2 separate regions of the Mus musculus genome follow, and region 1 is linked to region 2. Evidence: chromatin contacts called from public Hi-C data. All regions are on one chromosome and are shown on one strand. The core of a region is the stretch at or near the end of the contact, and the rest is flanking DNA. Distances in the headings are between cores, read along the strand shown.

The links. A called contact is a pair of places that touch in the nucleus more often than the background predicts.
Region 1: a Hi-C map of the N1E-115 cell line shows a contact between it and region 2, with 5 times the contacts expected there. The contact joins two enhancer-like sites. A contact is called at or near these places in 8 of 39 promoter capture datasets (3T3-L1-derived adipocytes, the C10 cell line, the HPC-7 cell line and 5 more), 2 of 15 datasets of contacts at CTCF or cohesin (large pre-B cells and pro-B cells), 14 of 484 Hi-C or Micro-C datasets (B cells, CD8 T cells, the G1E-ER4 cell line and 9 more) and 3 of 115 datasets of contacts at active chromatin or transcription factors (embryonic basal ganglia, extraembryonic endoderm stem cells and kidney).

Annotation. Positions count from the first base shown.
Region 1 is chr7:132,469,857-132,473,353 of GRCm38.p6, reverse strand. No RefSeq gene overlaps it. Among named protein-coding and RNA genes, the nearest start is that of Gm35147, 5.8 kb to the right of the region's middle. Within about 2 kb of position 1,308, at least 3 of the 459 cell types and tissues checked have an H3K27ac peak or open chromatin away from gene starts, as enhancers often do. A contact at or near this core is called in the N1E-115 cell line, where this site is marked.
Region 2 is chr7:132,297,313-132,301,127 of GRCm38.p6, reverse strand. All of the region lies in intron 1 of Chst15 (carbohydrate sulfotransferase 15), which reads left to right. Among named protein-coding and RNA genes, the nearest start is that of Gm10584, 16 kb to the left of the region's middle. Within about 2 kb of position 2,072, at least 3 of the 459 cell types and tissues checked have an H3K27ac peak or open chromatin away from gene starts, as enhancers often do. A contact at or near this core is called in the N1E-115 cell line, where this site is marked.

The sequences.
Region 1 (3,497 bases), core at 59-2,558, 170 kb before region 2:
AGTCTTCGGTGTCTACGTATATTACAGTCCATGTGTTTCTGAAAGCATTTCTTGCTGTACTGATGACCCTGTGGTCCTGGACAGTAGATGACCTGAGACCATTCCAGTGGCAGGTCCCTGCCATATTCAGCTCTATTATATCTACTACTTAAGTGAGGCACGGACCCCCTGAGGGCTCAGAAACTGACTGATGACTCCCCACTGGTAAGTGCCCAATCTAGGCTCCACATCCAACCACCTAGGCTTGGAGCTTTGGTCTTAGCCATATTTTGAGCCCCAGCAAGCCCAGGATCTAGGAAGTATACTAAATATCTACGCCAGGTCACAGGCAGGGTGCTTGGTCCAGATTTCATCCTGGAATCTTGTCCAAGGGAATGACCCCCACCATGCCTCCTTGTCGCTTATCGAGACCCAACAAGACACTCTATTTAGAGTCAGTAATGCAGCATTGAGAGCCATTCTGGGGATCTGAGCCTCACAGTTGTTCACAGCTATAGGGCTACCTCTGGACTGTTGAGGAGGCTGACTGAAGCTAGCTCTGTAAGCAGCTGCTGGCAGGTCTTCCACAAGCATAAGGAGGAGCCGTTACTCAATGTTGGTCTGGGTCTCTGGGTGCCTTCAGTGTGCATATAGTCCTGCTTAGCCAGCAGGATGCAGGATGCGGGGACTCCTCATCCCAAGATGTCCATGCCACTGAAATGTGCTTCAGGGAGAGTGGGAGATTTATGGCCAAAGTCATTTTAAATGGAATTAGGTGTCTAAATCAAATTTGCTGCTGTTTCTCCCTCTCCCTCTCTCTCTCTCTCTCTCTACACACATACACACACACACACACACACACACACACACACACACACTACCTCTAGAATACCCTGTTTGCATGTATATACACAAAACACCGGCCCTAGAGAGAACACTGACCTTGAGGCACAAAGGTATTTCAGCTTCTCATTACTAGTCACTTGGTATTAGTAGGTACCACATGGTGACATGGGCTGTGTTTCTGTCTGTCCTGAAGAAATGATCCTCCCAAGAGCATGGAAGAAGCTTATGGATATAGAAAAAGTGCTCTGCTAAGGTCACATGCCAGAGACAGGGCCAGTCTGCTCCAATCTAAACCCCATTCTTCTATCTAGTGGTACCAGGAGTCACCCTTAGAAGCCTGCTGGATTTTTACGTTTCTACATTCCAACCTGGCTCTTGTGTGAGAAAAGGAGTACGTTTTTGGCACCAAGTTCACCCTAAGCTTGCTATAGCACCGTGGGAGGAAGGCTGTCAGGTAAAGTAGAAGCTAACGATCGAGGTTTGCATTTTGGGCTGACTACACTGCAGTTGTTCTACACGTACCCCCAAGCGTTTGACACCGAATCTGTGTAGCTCATACCCGTGTGCTCGGTGTTCAGGTATATGTGGGTACCCTGAGCTCCTTCTCAGTGGCTTTGGCACCCTGAGTGAGGTAGGGTACACTTCTCTTGCTGCTTGCGCCTCTTAGCTCTGGACCTTCTTAGATGCTAGGACAGGAGGTACCATTTTCCAGGCCAACCCACCTCTGATTTCTGCCCTCGAGGGAGGCTCCCAGACTGACCCATGAGGAGGTCCCAGCTTGGCCTGTCTCCTTTTATTTTTATTTTTAAAAAAAATCTCCATCAGTAACTTGATTGGAGGAAACAAGACCAGGCAAGGTCTGTCTGGGGGGAGTCATTTCACCTTTGAATTCCTCAATTTCCTTGTCTGAAAAAAGAAGCTGTCCAGCTTCCCCCAACTCCCCTGGAAAGTGCTGGATACAAGAAAATGCTTGACTCATGGCAAGCACCCAGCCACCAGAGGGCACTATGAAAAACAAATCCCACAGGACCAACTAGAAGACCTCCCAGAGGACTTGGGAGAGAGTGGGCTCTGCTCGCTCAGTCAGACATCAGAGGATGGGGTTCTCAGGGACCGTTATCCATTCTGGAGGGAGGATAACGTTTATCTGCATCCTAGGTTCTGTCTGGAGGAGGAACCACCACTTCTAGAAAGAAATCTCTAAGATGTAGAAGGTCACTCAGCCCCTCCCCACTGTGGCCCAGTGGGTCCTTGCCTTGTCTTCAGTGGTACCTCTTTGCACCCATAGTTATTATGTGTGGCTTATTGCAGACACTAAGGCAAAGTGTTCCTGGAGAGGACAGGGTGGAGGACTGCCTCCTAAGTGACTCCGCCCCTCCCGTCCCCCATCCCCCATTGCTGTAGAGCAACCCTACTCCCCCAAAGAATTTTGGGATACTGAACTAGATAGGAATTAAAGTTTCTTTAAGCAGGACCTTTGGCAGGGCAGGCATGACAGGGCAGGCGTGAGACGGGGGCTGGGGCCTGTACTTTAGCAACTGTACCATGCACAAATAACCATATGGCCTCTGACCATAATCAGTTACTCAATTCTCACTACATTCTGCAGTATGAACACCATGCCACCTTAACAGTCAAGAAAGCTGAGGCTCTCGGCGTGCAGGGAGTCAGCCAATTCAGGATCTGAACTTCATCCTGGAAGGACATTTTTAAAGGATGGGATCACAAAATATGTGTGGGGAGGTGGGGTGGGCAGTTGCATTAACCAATCATATTTTGATATAAGGGGTTAAACAAGGAAGTTAAGGCTGGTGACTTCTCCTTATCCGGGTCATCTGTTTTCAGGGTCCTTGAGTCAGCTTTTGCAGTCAGGTCCCCTCCTGGAGTCTGACCTGGAATCTAGAATGATAAAGAACAAGGACTGGGCAAGCTGCACGCACTCAATTAAGTGGGGACAGGCAGCACACTATGACTTGTGTGCCTTGGCTAGATTCCCTCTTTGCATCCCTTACTGGCTAACAAACAAGCATGGACCATCTGAAGAGGCCAGAGAGTTGGGTTCTGCAGCCTGGAAACAGGAGTTTAGTTCTGTTTCTGCCAGCAAGGTGGAACTTGCTCCTGAGATGGCCGAACTCAGGAAACTATCTGGCAACAGACCCAGCCCATCTTGCTCTCTGTGTATGCCCCTGTAGAGCCCACCTCTAAGTCCATGCAGATACGTGTCTTCTGGATCTGCCCCTAAGGCTTCCTCATAGGTCAATGCTGAGCCTAGTCCCAGCTTTCTCTGCATGCTCTCGCCATCCATTCAGTCCTGTCTCCAGTGAAACCTGTAGGTCCAGTGGAGCCTGTAGGCTAAACCAAATCAAGATGATGGTCTCCCCAGAGAGGTGGCAACTGGACAGAGGGACATCGTTGATTATACCTGCTCTTGGCCTAATGTCAGCACTCCACCTCTGCCTACCTAAGCTTCTCTCACACCCCAAATCTGGGGCTTCTGCTCACATAAGCACCTATATCACAACCGTCTTCCTGTCCCCAACCCGTCATCCCTGCGGTTGGACTGAATGCTATCTAGAGGGGGGCAGTTCTAGGTCCCTGGTGACAGGTATGTGTCCATGCGTGGTGGTGACCAGAGGTCAATCTCAGGTACTGTTTCTCGGGTGCTGTCTACT
Region 2 (3,815 bases), core at 823-3,322:
TAGCTACAGAGACCCGCTGAGATGAATGGCTTGACTTGCTCTTTAGCCCCCTTCTTAAGAAAACGTAGTCTGACCCCAAATTGTCACGTGCAGTTTCATCTATAGGTCATGAACACCCACCTGAGCCTTGCTGGCCAGCAGCTGCTTTGAGGTTCGGAAAACCAGGGAGAGAAGAGAGATTGAAAAAAAAATACTGGGAGCCTTGTCTCCTTTGTAGCGGTTGGCTTGTGAACAGGAAAGAGAAGGGAGCCATGGTAGACAGCTAGAACAATAGTCTTAAAAACGGTACTGAAACAACCACAGAGTCCAGACATGAGCATGGGCTGTTAACCTGAGTTCAGTGGTAATTCAGGCAGCCTGGGTCTAGGGATGGGAACTAGGCACCTTAAACATCCACACTGATTACCTCAGTGACCAACGCTATCTTGCCTTGCCCTCTTCCATAGAACTTGATTTGTTCTTGCTCTTTCCCACTGCTGCTTCTAGAGAGTTCTCTGGAGAGTCCTGCCGTGGGTTTCCCCTTTGCTGCTGCTGCCTTGCTGCCTGCTAGTGGACCCCAACACTGCCTGCCTATCCCATGCCCTGCCGTCGCCCACAGGGAACGGTGTCTCCAGGAGATGTTTCTGTGGTTCCCTAGCCCTCTGTCAGGACATTCTGCACCTTGTCTACAGGTGGACTGCTACAGATAACATGTAGTAGTATTCTGCGCTGGTGACATGTGAGCGCCAGCCTTTCTGCCCTGCCTGCAAACACGCTGGCAGATCCTCACCAGATGATCCCTAGTCCCTTTTTGTGTGTTAGGTCTCCCCCAGTCCTCCTCAGATGTCCTTACATGACTGTCACGCTAGAAAGTTTGCCAGTAAATGTTAATTATGCAACAATACACAGATCTGCTTCCCACTGCTTAAGATTAATTCTTTAAGTTGTGGCTAAAATATAAACTTCTTTGTAGTTTAGTAAATGAAGAGAAGAGAAAATAGGTTTCTTTTTCTTTTTCTTTTTCTTTTTTCCAGAGTAGCTTGATTTAGAATCATTCCAGATGTTCACCCAGCATCTCTCTTTCCCGAGCCCAACTGTCTGGAAGCTGTCTTGGGCTGAAAACCTGCCAAGGACCCCCTTAATCTCTCCCCACTTCTAACACTGCCTCATAATTTTAACTATTTTGAAATGATTTTAGACATGCAGGAAGTTGCAGCGTTCCTATGTACCCTTTGCCCAGCTTCCTACAATGATAACATCATCTGTGACCCTAGGACCCCATAAAAGCCAGGAAATTGAGGCTGGCCCAATCTCATTAACCAAGCTGCAGGCCACAGTCTGCGTCTCTTGATGTTATTAAACCCAGGGATTCACAGCACTTTGGAAGCGTTTAGAATTTCACTAAGTTCAGTTCCGTCTTTTATCATTTAGATGATTTTTGGATCCTTTCCAATTGGCAGTCAATGATATTAGTTTCTGCCAGGTCAATAAATCCTTGAAGGGCCACTTTAATGCATTTCATGAATGCTCGATCCTGCTTGATACTCTATGGGTTCCTCTACCTGAAGAGTGGACCCAGATAACCCTCTTATCTGGGTTTGAGGAATTCCTGGAGACAAGGAATGATTCAGGTCAGTGTGGTGTAATGGAACATATGACTGAAAACTGAGGTCTTGAGATCTGATCACAGTAACCAGAATACATGGGGTTACCTAACATTCCGAGTGCCCCCATTTCATAGTTCAAATTCTAGCAACTTAGTAGTAGAGTTGGGACTTGAACCTAGATGATCTGAATCAGAGAGTGCTTGCAGCCTGTTAGCCTTTCAAGCGGGTCTACACACTTTTCTGGCCTGGTTCTCACTGACTGTGCCCTGGTTGCCCCCCACCCCCACCCCCACCCCCAGCTCTGAGATGGGCTTTACTAAGATCTACCACATCTCTTAATGTAAGTGCAGTGGCTTTCCTGGTGAAATGGTTTTACTGGCAGAGCTGGGAGCCCTCAAAAAGAAACAAGCAACCCACCCAACCCCTTGGAGGTGCTTTAAGGTGAGATTTTTGTAGTTGTATTTAATGTGATAGGAGCCTTAGTTCCCATTGAATTATCTTTTGATGTGTTTTAATTAGGCCATCTGCAAACTGATTTCAAGATGCAAAATCCCGAGTGGCCGGCCAGCCCAGCACCCCCATGTACTTAGCTCAGGACTCACATGATGTGTGTGCATCCCTTTCTCCCTGTCATGGGTGCCATTAATGGTGACATGCCACTAGTATAGAATATGGGAACTTTGTCTGCATAATTGGGTTTGCAGTCTCTACCAAGGAAGCCTGCTTATAAATGGTGTTTAAGCTGCACAGGCTTGGGGGACAAGCTGTAAAAACCAACAGTGCAGAGCACTGGGTGAAGGGCTTAATTTTCTCTTCTGCTTGGGGACCAAACACATTACTCCACGAAGGTAAAGATTTTCCCATTTATAGAGGCTGTGAGGGATAAGCCTCGGCTCATAAATTTCCTCCATGGCCTCTCCTCAGAGCCTGTGAGATGGCCTGACTCCGGGGACCAGTGTCTAACTACATTAGTGCGATAAATTAAAGGGCCCAGTGTTGGCTAAATTGTCAGGCAGAGCTGCATGGGAGCTGGCCCTGAGATTGGACTTGTGATAAACAGGCTTCTGCTAGCTCCTCCTAGGAGAGGGACCACTCTCGTCCCCATTCCCAAGCACTCCTAGGAAAGCTCCAGTGATAACCCAAATCTGAGACAGAAGGTAATGTTCAGAGTGAGTCGTCATCAGCTGGAATGCATAGGAAGGAATTCCTGGGTATGTTTTCTCCATTCGATCTCATTGTCATTGTCATTCTATCTGTCTTGTCTGTTGTCTGTCTGTCTATCTATCTATCTATCTATCTATCTATCTATCTATCTATCTATCTATCTATCATCTATCTATCATCTGTCTGTCTATCTATCTATCTATCTATCTATCTATCTATCTATCTATCTATCTATCATCTATCTATCTATCTATCTATCTATCATCTATCTATCATCTGTCTGTCTATCTATCTATCTATCTATCTATCTATCTATCTATCTATCTATTGTCTAATTTGTTCTAGGCTATTCTTAGGTTAAATATGTAGCCACGGATGACCGTGACTTTCTGATCCTCCCATCTTTGGATTGCAGATGTGTGCCACCACACTTGGTTTATGCAATGCTGCGGATTGAACCCAAGGCGTTGTCTATGCCAGGCAAACATTCTTACCAATGGTCTTAGTAACCTTTTTATTGTGATAAAGCATGTGACCAAAGCCACATAGAGAAGAAAGTGTTTAATATGGTGCTTATGGTTTCGGACGGTAGAGTTCATAATGGTGGAGAAATGGACACACAGGGAATATTGCTAGTCTTTTGGAACCACAAAGCCTGACCCTAACGACACACCTCCTTCAAGGCCATAGCTCCTAATCCTTCTCAAAAAGTTCCACCAACTGGGGATCAAGTATTCAAACATGAGTGTATGGGAGCCATCATCATTCCAAACTGAGCGATATTCCCGGTTTTCATTATTAAACTTTTTATGAATCTATAGACTGGCAATGTGATTTTCAGGCTTTGGTGCAACATGGTCCTAAGAGTCCCATATTAAAGAAGCCAGAACTTCTTTATAGCAGAGCATTAAATGAAGTACACAGAGGGTTTGAACATGAGTTGACTTTACAAATGTTCATGTAGCTGGCTCTGGAAGCTTGCATGATACTGAATCTGGAGGGATCTGATGTAGGGCACCTTGGGAGAGTCAGAGTGTGAATGCCCAGATGGCAGAGGTGTGCTGA